Regions from separate parts of the Mus musculus genome. Here regions 1, 3 and 4 are each linked to region 2. A link is a contact called in public Hi-C and promoter capture Hi-C data. All regions are on one chromosome and are shown on one strand. Each heading gives the region's core, a stretch centred on a gene start, on an enhancer-like site or on the middle of the called end of the contact. The rest is flanking DNA. Distances are from core to core; before and after follow the strand shown.

Region 1 (3,472 bases), core at 231-2,730, 1.0 Mb after region 2:
CCACCACATGGGAAAACCCATGCCTAACACGAGTGCCAGCTCCCTGTGCCTACCCCAGGCCGCACCGCCAAAAGGGAAGCCCCCACCCTCCCCATCCACAGTTCCCTTTCCGAAGCTCGGCTCCCCAGATGAGCGCAGCATCGTGGGAAACTCAGAGGTAGTTCATGGGTTGGCAAGGCTGCAGTTTGGGCTCATGCTTTTGCGCTTTGATATTTTGAACTCCTTTGGAGCACACCTGGAGGTTAGCCTAAGGCTGGCGCGTTTCCATTCTGCCCACATCTCACGACCAGCCCCTTAGCTAGGCTGCTGAGTGTATGGGTGGCAGGCCGGAAGACAGGGCAGTACCATCCCTGCCACAGTGCCAGCCCATCCTCTGAGTTCTACACCGCTGGGGGTTGGGGGCTGTGCTTACCCAGGAGCACACCAAGGGGACTGTGCATCTCCCCTGTGACCCAGGCACTCCACTCATTATGGCGCCCACAGGAATACAGGAGCAGATGAGAGAGATGCCTTCACAGATGTGCTTCCTGTAGCAACAGTCACAACAGCCACGCCATGGCCTCAGCACTGGTGCCATCAGCAGAGAAACAGATAAAGAGGGCCTGTGATAGGCATACACTGGGGTGCTATTTGGCCATAAAGAGGAGCGAAATCATGGCATCTGCCACAAGGTGGATGGAGCTAGAGATGTCACCCTAAGGGAAATAAGCTCGACTCAGAAAGACAAACACTGCATGCTGGCCTGCTCACGTGCTCCTCTCATGTGGAAGGGGGGACATGCAGAAGGGACTACCCTACAAGAGGAAGTGGACTACCAGGAAAGAAAGGGGGACAAAAGAGGGAAACAACCAAAGTACACCATACACACACATCCCACACATACACATATACCACACCACACACACACACACTCATACACACACATACCATGCATACACATATACAATATATACACACACATACACATATACCACACACTGAAATACACCACATACACACCAGACACATACCACACACATGCACACACATACACACTCATACACATATATACCACACATACATACTTATATACCACATACATACATACGCACATATACACATACTTATACCACACACATATACACCACATATACATATACCACACACCACACATACACCCCACACATATACCCACACACACCACACATACACATACACTGCACACACACCACATATACACATATACCACACATAATACACACACAACATACACACACTTATACCACACACACAACACACACACACACACAGGCACATACACAGAATATCAACAGAACCCTAATCACGTAGAGTGAATACATGCCACCTGAAAACAGGAACCCGCTCCTCAGTCACTAATCTCCTGTGGGTGATTATGGTGACACAGATCACAGGCCCAGTCACGTGCTCAGTGGTCACGTGAGAGGTGTGCATGAGCTGAGAGGGGCAAAGCCTGGATCCTGGCAGCTCCTCCCTCCACACTGCACCCACCTCAGGCTGTGGAGACTGTCACTACCCTCCCTGACCAGGCTGCTCTTGCTCCTGCTTACAGCCACAGCAATGATGCTCCCGCCATGTGTGAAAGCACTCGTGTGCAGACCCAGCCAGGGTTGGGCTCTACCCGCAGGTGTTCTTCTTTCTGGCCCTGTGTCAGCACCAGCCTGCGGGAGGATGCCGGGCACAGGAACCGGGCCTCCCCACCCAGCTGTCCTACACAGTCTGGCTGACCAGACACGTGAGTGGGCCCAGACAATGGCACTTGCTCATAATAACTGGAACCAGTAACGCATGCTTGTGCGCTATCAAAACCAAACTGTGTAAAGCTTAAGAAGACAAAGGGGGAAACCAGCAAACAAGAGAAAAGCATTGCCAATGGAAACATTCAGACAAGGAACCGATTCCTCACAGTCAGAAATCCTGAAACAGAAACTAGCAGGTTAAAATGGAAAGAGGGCAAAGCCTCAAACAGACGTTAAAATGCCAATCTGGCTAGGGAAGAGAGGTGAGAGGTACATAGACGCCGAACGGCCTAGTCATGTGGCAGACCAGCATCTACCTAAGGTCGGGGAAGGAGGCTAGCAGGATCTCCACAACCCCTTGGAACTCCTACCCTTCAGAGTTCAGGCTAGTCCAGTCTTGGGGACGTGCTATGTGACACACTGTGACACAGTACGCAAAGCTTTCTCCCGTGACATTATTTGAACTGCAAAGAAAGGAAAACAAAGTCCATGTGTACCTACACAGGGTGGGGTACACGGATGCTGCAATGGAGGAGAAAGCAAGGGTGATGTTCCTGCAGCTGTGAAAATAATTGTGCGGGAGACTCACACAGACCACTGTCACAGACCAGATTCTGCCACACTGCTCAGGTGGAGGGACAAAACTCTGAAGTGTTCCCTAAATTGTGTCTACCATTTCACAGGCAGTGCATCAAAGTTCCAGATGCCCCACGCCAACAGCAGTGCCCAGCCCTGACTGCAGATGGCAGCACCTAAGTCTGCCCAGCCATCGCTCTGACCATGGCATCTGCATGCGAGTCTATACGCCCGTGACTGCAGAGACTCAGTACCTCCTCATGCCCTTATCTGCCGCCCTCCACTTAGGGAGATGTGCTCCAATCTCCTGGCTCTTTCTTCAACCAGTTGTATTTCCCTCCTAGTGAGTTTCAAGGGTCCTTTGCATATTGCAGGCACAAGGTCCGCCATCAGTCAGGCCCCTGTAGTGTACACATCCACCCCACCCTTGACCCAACTCCACCCTAACAGTATCTTCTGACAGCAGAGGTTTTTCCACTTAGATGGATCTGGCTGCTGCCCTGCGGGTCAGGGGAACGGTTCCAGGACCCCTGGTTTAGCTGCAGGTAAATTCTAATGTCCCTCATGTAAACAATACAGTATATCGGATGGATGCCAATTCTCCTGCACGTGCACAAGCTGTTGGGGGTGATTAGACAAATGCGACACTATGCAGGAGGTGCCGTACTGTAAGGTACGTGGAAGAATGACAAGGAGACAGACAATCCACAGGAGCTCAGAACGTAGTCTCTGATGTTTGTGGCCCCAACTCTGGGACGCAGAAGGCCACACATCTCTATGTTCTTCTCAAATGCATGACGCTTCTGGCGCCTGATAATTCCGAAATCTTACTTGTTGCCTCGGGAGCAGAAAGCTTGCGTTCCCCTGACCCTTGTTGTGAGTTTTTCACTTCGGGTTTCTACACTTGGATCTTTGATCCACACTTGTTATTTCTGACCCTGGAGACACAGAGGCTGAAGTTTACTCTTTGCATGGGGACAATGAGCAGACAAGGGCTTTTTCCCAACGGGCTGTCTCTGACCCAAGCCTTACTATAAAAGGTTTACATTCTAAAACGCCTATAGTAATTAGAAACGTGAGCACAAGAGTTGAGCCACGCTGTGAACAGCAGACAGGGCTAGGAAGAGGAGCCTGGTGCA
Region 2 (3,499 bases), core at 174-2,673:
CTGTGTTAGCACAGAGAGACGCAGACGCCCACAGTGTCGTGTTCTGCGGGCGAGCAGTCTGGAAGCCTGATGTGCAGGTCCCACGGGACAAACGATAAGTTCAGAAAGCTCTCAAGATCACTTCTAATTTTATTACGTTATCAGAAAAGAACCTCTTGAAGAAACATTTTTAAGTAGTTGAAATATTTCAAATTCTCATAAGACAAACGGATTCTTGGTCCTGGGTGGCAGGCTCCTTTCGGTCTCCAGGCCCGGGCGCCCGGTGCAGGCGTTACCCTGATTCTAAATGATGCGCATAATAGCACAGGGTTCTCGGTGCTTGGGGTGTCCCAGCTCAAACCCCCCTGAGAGGTCAACGCGAGGCAATATTTGGTGGGTGGATGAGAGGATCTGGATTTTTCTAGGTCGGCCGGTAGGCGGCGCCCTGGGAAAAACAATGTGGAACAGCCGAGTTCCCGGAGTCTGAACCCCGGAACCTCTGGGGTTTGGGGCACAGTAGCCTTGGTGTACAGCTCACTCTCGAGCTTAGCACGCGTGCATCAGAATCCCAGCAGTCAGAATAAGCCTAAGAGGTGCGCACCCAGTGGCGGGGGAGCGGCACGCTGCTCCGACCCCCACGCGCCGGGCAACCCCGCGACCCCGGCTCCCGACGGGGCTCGGCCCACCCCACCGGCGGCAGGTGGACAGTGTTGCTATGAAAGAGAAAGCGTCGATTGTCCCCACCGCGAACTGCCACACGCCAGACCTCCTCTTTTGTGTGCCCCGTATAGAAATGCAAACGAGCCGCGTGTGCCGGCAGCAATCTGCTGGTCCCTGCTGCCCGCGTCCCACAGCGATCTGCTAGGGGTAGGGGTGGGGGATGGGAGGGCTTAGACCTTGCAGCCGCGACCCCGAAAGGCGCAGAGTCCTGAGTCCCTAGTGGCAGCCTAGGCCTAATGTCAGCTGCAGTTGCAAACCTTTGACTTTAAGTTTCGGTTTCGATGTAACAACCCTATAAACTTCAAACTGAAAATTGAGGAAAAATTAGAAAGGTCGCAAAAAAAAAAAAAAAAAAAAGAGCAAAAAAAAAAAAAAAAAGAGGGGGCTTTTACATTCTCCAAGTGTGCATTCTACAAATTCCAGTATCGTATCAGCAAACAACGTACTTTTTTTTTAAACTTTTTCCTTTTAAGGACTTACAAAAAAAGAAAGGCGAGATGAAATCTGCAGGCTCCAGTCTGCCTGGTAACACCCTGACAAAAGCGGCAGATTTGAGGCTGTGTCATCCCCCGCACCCCTCCCCACGTGGCCTTCTGGCACGAGCCGCAGGCCTGCCGCCTCATTTGCATCAGAAAGCGGGCGCTGGCCAATGGGAGTGCAGCCTCCCGCCAGCTGGCGGCGGCGCGCCGAGCCTGTCTATAAAAGGGCTCTCCCGGCCCAGCCTGGCGCACTCGCTGGTGGTGGGCGCGCATCGGACTCTGGGAATCTTTACCTGCGCTCGGGTTCCCTCCGCACTCTTTTGGATAACTTGCTGTTCGTGGATCGCACAATGACTCTGGAAGAAGTCCGTGGCCAGGATACAGTTCCGGAAAGCACAGCCAGGTGGGTTTTGGGGTGCCGAGAGTTGGCCTTGTCTGGTAGTGGTCTTACAGGGTCCTCTAGGATAGAAGTTTGCAGGGTGGGAGCCGTGCACTGTCTGGCTGTGAGGTGCCGAGGCGCGGGACCAGAATTACTGCATTCGATTCGTGTCTAGAGCTAGAGTTTGGGGTGCCAGCACCTGATCGTAGTTGGGGAGCCTGATATACGGGCGCCAGATCAGAAGTAGGGAACTGGGAGTGCAGGCGCCAGGTCGAGACTGGGTGATGGGGAATGAGGGCGCCAGATCATGACTAGGGTGCCAGAGGTGTGGGCGTCAGGTCGGGACTGGGGATCCGGGTGTGTGGGCGCCAGGTCGGGACTGGGGATCCTGGTGTGTGGGCGCCAGGTTGGAGTTGGGAGGCAGGAATGCTGGCGCCAGGCAGGTCTAGGCTAAGGGGCCAGCTGGGACTTGGAGGTCAGGGCAGGGATCTCTCCGTCGCGTCCCCGTGCTGGTCCCCACTCACGGCGCTTGTTCTTTCACAGGATGCAGGGCGCCGGGAAAGCACTGCACGAACTTCTGCTGTCGGCGCAGCGCCAGGGCTGTCTGACCGCTGGCGTCTACGAGTCCGCCAAAGTCCTGAATGTGTGAGTGTAGAAAGGCCCCGCGTGCAGGGATTGGGGTTGGCGCGGCGCGGAGACCTGGGGGTGGCATCGACTCTGACCTTGTCCTTCCCATCTGCTCTGCAGGGACCCTGACAATGTGACCTTTTGCGTGCTGGCTGCCGATGAAGAAGATGAGGGCGACATAGCGCTGCAGATCCATTTCACGTTGATTCAGGCGTTCTGCTGTGAGAACGACATTGATATCGTGCGCGTGGGAGACGTGCAGAGGCTGGCGGCGATCGTGGGCGCCGACGAAGAGGGGGGCGCGCCGGGAGACCTGCATTGCATCCTCATTTCGGTGAGTGTCCCCCACTGTTTCCCTACGCCAGTCCCCCAAACCATCCTGGCCAACGACAAGCATGGCTGACCCATGTATTTTTTTTTTTTTTAAATTCAGAATCCTAATGAGGACACATGGAAGGACCCTGCCTTGGAGAAGCTCAGTTTGTTCTGCGAGGAGAGCCGCAGCTTCAACGACTGGGTGCCCAGCATCACCCTTCCCGAGTGACAGCCTGGCAGGGACCTTGGTCTGATCGACTTGGTGACACTCTAGCGCGCTGCTGGCTCTGGAGTGGCCCTCCGAGGGCGCTCGAGTGCGCGTGGAGACTGGCAGGCGATGTTGCCTGGAGAGCGAGGAGCGCGGCCTCCCAAGAAGGGGGTCTGGCGGCAGCGGGGACACCTTGTTCCGAGCCCAGGACTCTGCCAGTGTCCGGAGAGGCTGCTAGCACAGGAAGGCCTAGGCGAGGACGTTGGCCCCAGGGCCGGGAAGAACCGACCAGCGAGGCAGGTGTGACTCAGCAAGCAGCCTTCCAGTGAAAGGAGGGGAAAGAAAGGCAGGCGACCGCCTGGACTTGGTACAGCGGCAGGAGCGGCCACTGCAGGAGCGAGCTGGACTTAGCCGACTGCACTGCTCTTTCAAAAAACGGATCCCGGGCAATGCTTTCATTTTCTAAAGGACGCTATCGTGGAAGCTTTGAATATCACAATAAACTTATTGAAACAAACTTAATGCCTTTTTATTGAGGGTAGGGGATTCTAATGGGGAGGGGGCGGCGGTAAAGGATGTTTCACGGCACCTGGGACCACCTTTCTGTTGGGGCAAGAAACTGCAGCCTCCTGGGGCTGGCGGTGGGGGAGGGGGTGCAGGCGAGTAGTAAACGGGAGAACTTGGGCCAGAGTACTGTTTGAGCCTTTCAGGAAGATTTCAAACTTGCAAGACAGGAGCATACTTGATAAGGCATCCGGGTGCAGGAGCTCCAGGCTTGCAATCCAATTCGAT
Region 3 (3,134 bases), core at 153-2,652, 1.1 Mb after region 2:
ATTTTGCTCAAACACGAGTCTGAGCCCAGGAACCCACATAAAGATGGAAGAACCAACTGGACAAAGTTGCCCCCTGACCTCCACACGTGGGTTGTGGCACATGTGCCTGCACCCACGTCATGCACACACATACACACAATAGTAATATAACACTTTTTAAAGAAGTGATTAAGCATTGAATAGTGACATGAAAATAGGATCATAAATGAAGAGATTGAGCAGATTGTGGGTAAAAAGGACCACTGTTCTAGAGATAACGACTATACTGAAGTGTCACTGAGCCTTTCCACCAGCTTACAAACATTTAACTAAAACAGCACTATGTTGTAGAAGGAACTGGCAGTGAGGCTCAGTGGCAGGTATATTCTAAGCATGAGTCCTGGAATTCAGGACCTCAAAATACAAACACACACACACACACACACACACACACACACACACACACGGAGTTGGAAAGGAAGTGAAGATTAACAAAACAGAATAGGTATTCTAGAAATAGGTTGAATAGGTTAATGCATAAAATAACATATACGATAATAAATATCATTATTGAAATCAGGGGCTGTAAGGATGGCCCAGTGGTTAGGAGAGTTCACTGCTCTTGAAAAGGACCTGAGTTTGGTTGCCAGCACCGGTGAGGCAGCTCACAACACCCTGTAACTCCAGTTCTGGGCAATCTGATGCCCTCTTCTGGTCTCTGCTGGCTACTGCATGTGCATGGCACACATAAACACATGTGGACACACACACACATGCATATCCATTTTAAAAATGAAATATTTAAAAAATAATCATTAAAATCAAAGGGCACATCAGCTGGGGCCTTATGTGGGAAGCAGATGTTAATGTGGGCATCGTGTTTGAAGGTGATCTTTGTTGGGCTTGGTCATTGTGAACACCTGTGACTGTGCTAGGCAACCATTGGCCACTCTTCTGATGGCTCCACAGTTGCCACTAATGTTTGCGGTAAACGGGAAGCGTAGTCAGAAACTCGCTGGTTCAGGAATCTGGACCATGGAGCTCAGAGCTGGGCACCGGGATTGTGACTCACACAACAATGTTGCCCCTCACACTGCTCCTTATGGACCCCCCAAGCCACGTGTTTTGAGTTCCCTCACAAGCCGTACTGTGCAGGAGCCACAGGGCAGAGGGAGATGACTCACTCCTGCCTCCTAAGCCTTTCACAAATGCATCCTAGCTGTGACTGCTGTCAGATCACAGGGCCTCAGGCTCAGGAGAGCCTGGAAGAGTCCTTAGCATGTCAGTTTTCTCAGATCACTGAGAGATCTGCGGCAGGGTATCTATCAACACAGAGACAAACTCATCCTGTCTGGACCATTGGCTAGACTCTTACCTCATTCCAAACAGAAAAATACTCCCACAAGTTAAAGATTGAAGAGACCAAATTACACATGAAGTTTCTAAACCAAACCAAGGGAAGCCAGATGTGAACTCTAGGCCAGGGTGTGATAGTGAAACTGGAGCTCTACGAGAAAGATAAACAAACTTGAGCAAGTAAAGTCAACTGGCTTTTGTCCGATTGAGTTGTTAAAAGCTGCAGCAGGAGGGATGGCTCAGCAGTTAAGAAAGCTTGCTGCTCTTGTGCAGGACCTAGTTTCAATTGAACCACTCACAATTGTCTGTAACTTCAGTCTGGGCATCTGACACCCTCTTCTGGCCTTCACAGGTACACACACACACACACACACACAAATAAAAATTACCATAATTCTTAATTGTTAAAATGAACACTTGAGGGAGATTACAACTTTACTTCTAGACAAAAGGTTAACATTCTCATGGTGGAAAATATGTTAACATATTTGTTAAGTGCAATATATTGGTAGACCCACAAGAGTAAGAAGGTATCCGGCATCAAATTCAGTAAATGATACAAATTAATTAAGTTTGGAAAAGGTCAAGTTCAAAGAACTTTGAAGGATATATGGAAACAGAGCAACTTCATTAATAATGGAAACATGGAAGTAAAACAAGGTGTTTGAAAAATAATTTTATTTTTAATATTTACATATGTATGTATGTATGTATTTATGTGTGTGTGTTCCTGCCACATATGTGTGCATGCCCATAGATGCCAGAAGAGGGAGCTGGATCCCCTGGAGCTGGAGTTACAGGCAGTTGTGAGCTACTTGATATGCATGCTTAGAACTGAACTCAGCCCTCCTAGCCACTGAGCCCTGTCTCCTGCTCTGAGGTGGTTTTTATGTAAACAAGCAAGGCAGTATGCTGGGGAATGAATAGATATTCTTCTGGTGACTGGGGCAGTAGCATCAGGTGTGAAACTGAGTCTACCCCTTAACTAACTTCTGAGAACACATTGGCAGAGCTAGCAACTGTGGCTCGGAATCTGCCTCGGAAAATAATCATCCGAGTGAGCAAAAACGCACACAAGGCTGCTTCTGCAGTGTTATCTGTGAGAGGAGAGATGGAAAGCCACCCCTTTGCCACCAGTGGTCTCTTAGCTAGATAGATGCTGGCTCCACTTAAAGGATTATCAGTAGATCTGAATGGTGCTGAAGAGAAATGTATAGTGTAAACAGGCACTAAAGCTGTGTGGCTATTTGTAAAGGCAAAAGAGAATTATCTATACATACATACATACATACATACAATAAGAACTATACAAAACTATGTATGTATCTATGTATGTATCCCTGTATGTATCTATGTATTTACATATCTATCTATGTATCTATGTATGTATCCCTGTATGTATCTATGTATGTATCTATGTATCTATGTATGTATCCATGTATCTTTGTATGGGGTAAAAATAGGGTCCCAGGTCTGCTGGAGGCTAGGGCCCCTGGGTGAGATGGCCACTGCCGGGCAGGCATTGGACTGTGAGAAGCCCAGGGATCTCACTCTGGGGGTGAGGAAGGTAGAGTCTGGGGACCCTGAGGAACTGCCGGAGTTGGGCTCAGATTCTCAGGCACCACATACACCACTGGGTACCTCAGAAGAGCGGGTTCTGGGGTCCCTGGGTTGCACGGAGGCCAGGGACTACAGGCACTCACTCGTGGACATCCCAGACTTCACTGTATGTCGCAGAAGAGCTGAGAACATGTGGGGACCCTCAGGTGGACTGTGGCCCGGGGCCAAAGGGAAAAGCG
Region 4 (3,505 bases), core at 668-3,167, 1.2 Mb after region 2:
GCTCCGGCTGCTTCCAACTGTCATCTCTAAATGATGACCTTGGGCTCAGACCCCAGCATCTGTTCCCACCCCTTGCTCATGATTTCCCAGTCTTCAGAGCTCTCTCTTGCTGATCTGGTGTTCTGACTCTTGCCTATCCATACCTTTCCCTTACAGATTCTACAAAACCTGTCTCAGCAAAAAAGGACCACACCATCTGGGGCATTGTCAAATGCCACATGGTTACTGCTTGAGCGAGCATCCTCAAGAAAGATGAGGGAGCCAGGAAGATAGCTCACTGGGTAAAAGTGCTTACTATGGAAGTCTTATGGCCTGAGTTTGATCTCCTGAACCCATATTAAAAAAAGAAAAAAAGGCAGATGCAGCAGACCACATCTGTAATTCCACCATTCCCGTGACAAAGGTTGAAGAAGGTAGAGAAAGGAATGTTATCTAGAAGCTTGTGGGCCAGCTAGCTCAGTGTAGAGAGCAACAAAGAAACAAGAGAGATCCCACCTCAAAACCTCCTAAAAATGGCCCTCTTGAGTCCCATATACGTGCTGAGATATGTGTGCTCTTGAACTCACATACGCAGGCCATCCACATGCCACACACCCTCCCGCAGGCACGCTCAAAATGAAATTAGACAAAATAACTCAAGGATGGCAGCTACCTCTGAATTTGGCTGGAGGCAGGAGAGGGTGGTGGCCTTGCCTCTGGGCTCGGCTCTGCCGAGTTCACCACATAGATTGGGTCAGGAGGCCATGAGTCTTCGGAACATTTGCTGAAGACTGGGCCATGACGGCCGGGCTTTGTCGAGCGTGCTCACACACCTGACTTTCTTACTTGGCCGGGTTAAGTTTCTTGCTGCCAACTTGGATGACGGCCCAAGGGCAGCTGCCTGGAAGAGGGAGGCGTTGTGAGCTGCTTCCACTCTGACCTTATTGTCACCTTGTTCTAAGCAGGCCTGCATGGCCTGCCAAAAAAAAAAAAAAAAAAAAAAAAACTAAATCAAAACATGTGAGTTCTTTAGAGCAAAGTTCAAACTAAGGAAGCCAGAACTAAGTTCCCACTGTCTCTCGCAGTGCCACCGTGCAGGGTGTTGACACAATTATAGTGGCAATGTGAGAGTCTTCCGGTCTTTATGTCTTAAAATTAGTGAATGGTAAAGGATCGGGGCTTCGAGTATCGTTTTATGCCTGAGATGAAATTGCCTTTAGGACAGGGTCACTTTCGAGAGACCCAGAACTGGACAGCAGCTCCATTTGTGTTCACTCCCTGTGACATGCATTGCCATAATTATTCCTGAGAGCAGCCCATGGGGAGTAATGCTACTTTAATGTCTTTTGTTGTTGGAGGCCAGCGAGCAAAGGTCGCACAGCCGCCATGTCAGCAGCGGAGTCAGGGCTCCCAGGGTGATGGGATTAACTGTTCCCTGCAGCCTCCACACTGAGGGCCCAACTCTTGCTGTGGTGTTAAGAAGAGCTTCAGGGGTCAGAGGTCAGTTCTGTATTGTAGCCTGGAAAGTGCCAGAAGCCTCAGGACTGGGAGCAGTCCTCGAAACAGAGCCCCACTCCACCCATTTCTCGGCCTATCGGCACAGGATACTGTCCCATCTGTAAAGTAAGGCCAGTGCTCCAACCTGCACCTCATATAGCAGATGTCAAGGGTTCATACCTGCAGAGTACCTTAGCCCATTCCTGGGACACAGGAAGGCTGAGGAACTGCTAGCTGCCACGCTTCATCAAGAGACAGATGTGGTTTCATTGTGAAGGACTTGTCTCTGATGGGCAGAATCACAGCGAGCGATCTCAACAGGGGCTTCTTATAGTCAAGGTTACCCTCCTGGGTTTGGAGCTGCATGCGAGGTGCTGCTTCGGGAGATACTGTGTCATCTTGTCTCATCCTCCGCGTTTCTCTGAAGCAACTCCCAGAACAAACAGAGCAGTGTTGCTAGCCAACACTGACAGGCGGTCCAGTGGCTTTCTTCTAGATGACGTCCTTCCCACTCCCGATATTTCTTTGGAATGAAACACACCTGGCTGTTTCCCAGAGCCAATTCGGACAGGCTCCCTGCGTGTCTTCTGCACGTAGGCTTTTAATGGTGCCTGTGCTGGACAGGCGCTGTTTGAGCAAGTCTCTGCAGAATGTGGAGCGGAGACTCGAGCCAGCACAGAGCTCCACAGAGAGCTTTGATGTGGGTAGCTTCTGTCAGAGAGACCGAGTAGACCCTCCCACAGACTGTCGGCAGCCTGCCCCCTGCATCTCCACAAGGCCAGCTCCGCACGACAGACCGAGTTCTCCACTTTGTACACGCCCAGCCCGGCTCCGCACTCTGCAGGAACCTGTCTTGGCTCATCACTCTCCCTTGGCATCATGGCCCTCAGAACTCTCTGGAAGCGAGGCTGAAGAGTGATGAAAGATGTGAATTCTGTTATTAAAGCTCAACAAAAGGGTTTCCCTGCTAACAAAGAACAATTTCATACAAGAAACAGATGAACACATCTGAAGTCAGCTCTTGGGGCTCAGGGTGTAGCTCAGTAGTAGAGAGCTTACCTAGCGTGCCCAAGGCCCTGGGGGTGAGCCCCAGCACTGAAAAAATTACATAAACAGCTCCCAAAGGCACCCCACATTACAGTGCATCCTAGGAAAGACCAGATTCTATGCAAAATCTTCTAGGAACAGCTAGAACATCGCTGCTCTGCACATAGTGACTCTTGGTGACAGCTAGCACATCGCTGCTCTGTACTTAGTGACTCTTGGGCACGGGTTCTTTAGGAGTCTTTTTCCCAGTCAACTACGACACGGAGGCTGAACGCACCCTCCATCCAACCAGACATTGCCTGTTCACACAGCACTGCATCCATCCCCAGCCCTGTCAGCCCTGTCTGGTATTTCCCGGCACTTCCTCACGGTGTGTACAGTGGATGTGTACAGTGGGGTTAGTCTGTAGAGGGTTCAGAACCATCTTCAGTGTCAGCCGCCCACCAGGCTTCTAAAAGCAGGTCTTCTACAGGTGCAAGCATCCCTAAGTGTTTATGTCAACCTCCCAGAGCAAGGTCTGAGCCACTTGGGAAATGATCTATGCATGAGGTGGATGGCTCTGGTAAGCTTGTAGTTGCTAGAAAAAGGTGTATCCTGTTTATGGATTAGCCTTTTCCGTGCACAATGCTTCCTCCTAAACCACCATCCGTGTACATAGAAAATGTTTTATCCACCATCGCGTGTTCCACACAGCAGTGCTCTTGACCAAAGGACTCACTTTCAGCCAAGAAATGGACAACGGTCCCATGCTCATGGAATCCACTACTCTTAACATGTCCCCCACCGTCCTGAAGCATCTAGCTTGATAGAATTTCCCTTTTGGGTCACTAGGGGGGATAGTGAGTGGAACCATTCCCACCCACATCTCTTGATTCCCGAATCCGTGGATCCTGGCTATGGGAGAAATCATACCATACACTTTATTCAGAGAACATAGTACCTTCTGGACCCTGATTCAAAGCATATCCCACCTTCTGGGGGA

Evidence for each region. Promoter capture Hi-C pulls out the DNA fragments that hold promoters and counts their contacts. Hi-C and Micro-C count contacts between places; a contact is called where the count stands out from the background.
Region 1: a promoter capture Hi-C map of the HPC-7 cell line shows a contact between it and region 2, with 4 times the contacts expected there. The contact joins the enhancer-like site here to the promoter of Gadd45g in region 2. A contact is called at or near these places in 6 of 39 promoter capture datasets (the HPC-7 cell line, embryonic stem cells, hippocampal neurons and 3 more), 1 of 115 datasets of contacts at active chromatin or transcription factors (pro-B cells) and 2 of 9 other capture datasets (adipose tissue and embryonic stem cells).
Region 3: a Hi-C map of uterus shows a contact between it and region 2, with 2.5 times the contacts expected there. The contact joins the enhancer-like site here to the promoter of Gadd45g in region 2. A contact is called at or near these places in 11 of 39 promoter capture datasets (the 3T3-L1 cell line, 3T3-L1-derived adipocytes, the C10 cell line and 6 more), 1 of 15 datasets of contacts at CTCF or cohesin (large pre-B cells), 29 of 484 Hi-C or Micro-C datasets (B cells, the Ba/F3 cell line, CD4 T cells and 19 more), 8 of 115 datasets of contacts at active chromatin or transcription factors (acute myeloid leukemia, cardiomyocytes, embryonic forebrain and 5 more) and 4 of 9 other capture datasets (adipose tissue, embryonic stem cells, liver and 1 more).
Region 4: a contact with region 2 is called in a promoter capture Hi-C map of liver, with 5 times the contacts expected there. The contact joins the enhancer-like site here to the promoter of Gadd45g in region 2. A contact is called at or near these places in 5 of 39 promoter capture datasets (the 3T3-L1 cell line, embryonic stem cells, hippocampal neurons and 1 more), 1 of 15 datasets of contacts at CTCF or cohesin (the NIH/3T3 cell line), 1 of 115 datasets of contacts at active chromatin or transcription factors (forebrain) and 1 of 9 other capture datasets (embryonic stem cells).

Annotation. Positions count from the first base shown.
Region 1 is chr13:52,848,016-52,851,487 of GRCm38.p6, forward strand. The region is part of intron 6 of Auh (AU RNA binding protein/enoyl-coenzyme A hydratase); the gene reads right to left. Among named protein-coding and RNA genes, the nearest start is that of Gm33315, 20 kb to the left of the region's middle. Within about 2 kb of position 1,481, at least 61 of the 459 cell types and tissues checked have an H3K27ac peak or open chromatin away from gene starts, as enhancers often do. A contact at or near this core is called in the HPC-7 cell line and pre-B cells, where this site is marked.
Region 2 is chr13:51,845,252-51,848,750 of GRCm38.p6, forward strand. Gadd45g (growth arrest and DNA-damage-inducible 45 gamma) reads left to right here and starts at 1,424. Exons shown (of 4, transcript NM_011817.2): 1 at 1,424-1,581; 2 at 2,101-2,202; 3 at 2,305-2,518; 4 at 2,618-3,224. The coding sequence starts at 1,529. The coding sequence ends at 2,728.
Region 3 is chr13:52,993,234-52,996,367 of GRCm38.p6, forward strand. The region is part of intron 1 of Gm33424 (a long non-coding RNA gene); the gene reads left to right. Among named protein-coding and RNA genes, the nearest start is that of Gm33424, 8.8 kb to the left of the region's middle. Within about 2 kb of position 1,403, at least 47 of the 459 cell types and tissues checked have an H3K27ac peak or open chromatin away from gene starts, as enhancers often do. A contact at or near this core is called in the Ba/F3 cell line, CD8 T cells, the HL-1 cell line and 4 more, where this site is marked.
Region 4 is chr13:53,067,279-53,070,783 of GRCm38.p6, forward strand. No RefSeq gene overlaps it. Among named protein-coding and RNA genes, the nearest start is that of Gm33519, 51 kb to the left of the region's middle. Within about 2 kb of position 1,918, at least 31 of the 459 cell types and tissues checked have an H3K27ac peak or open chromatin away from gene starts, as enhancers often do. A contact at or near this core is called in liver, where this site is marked.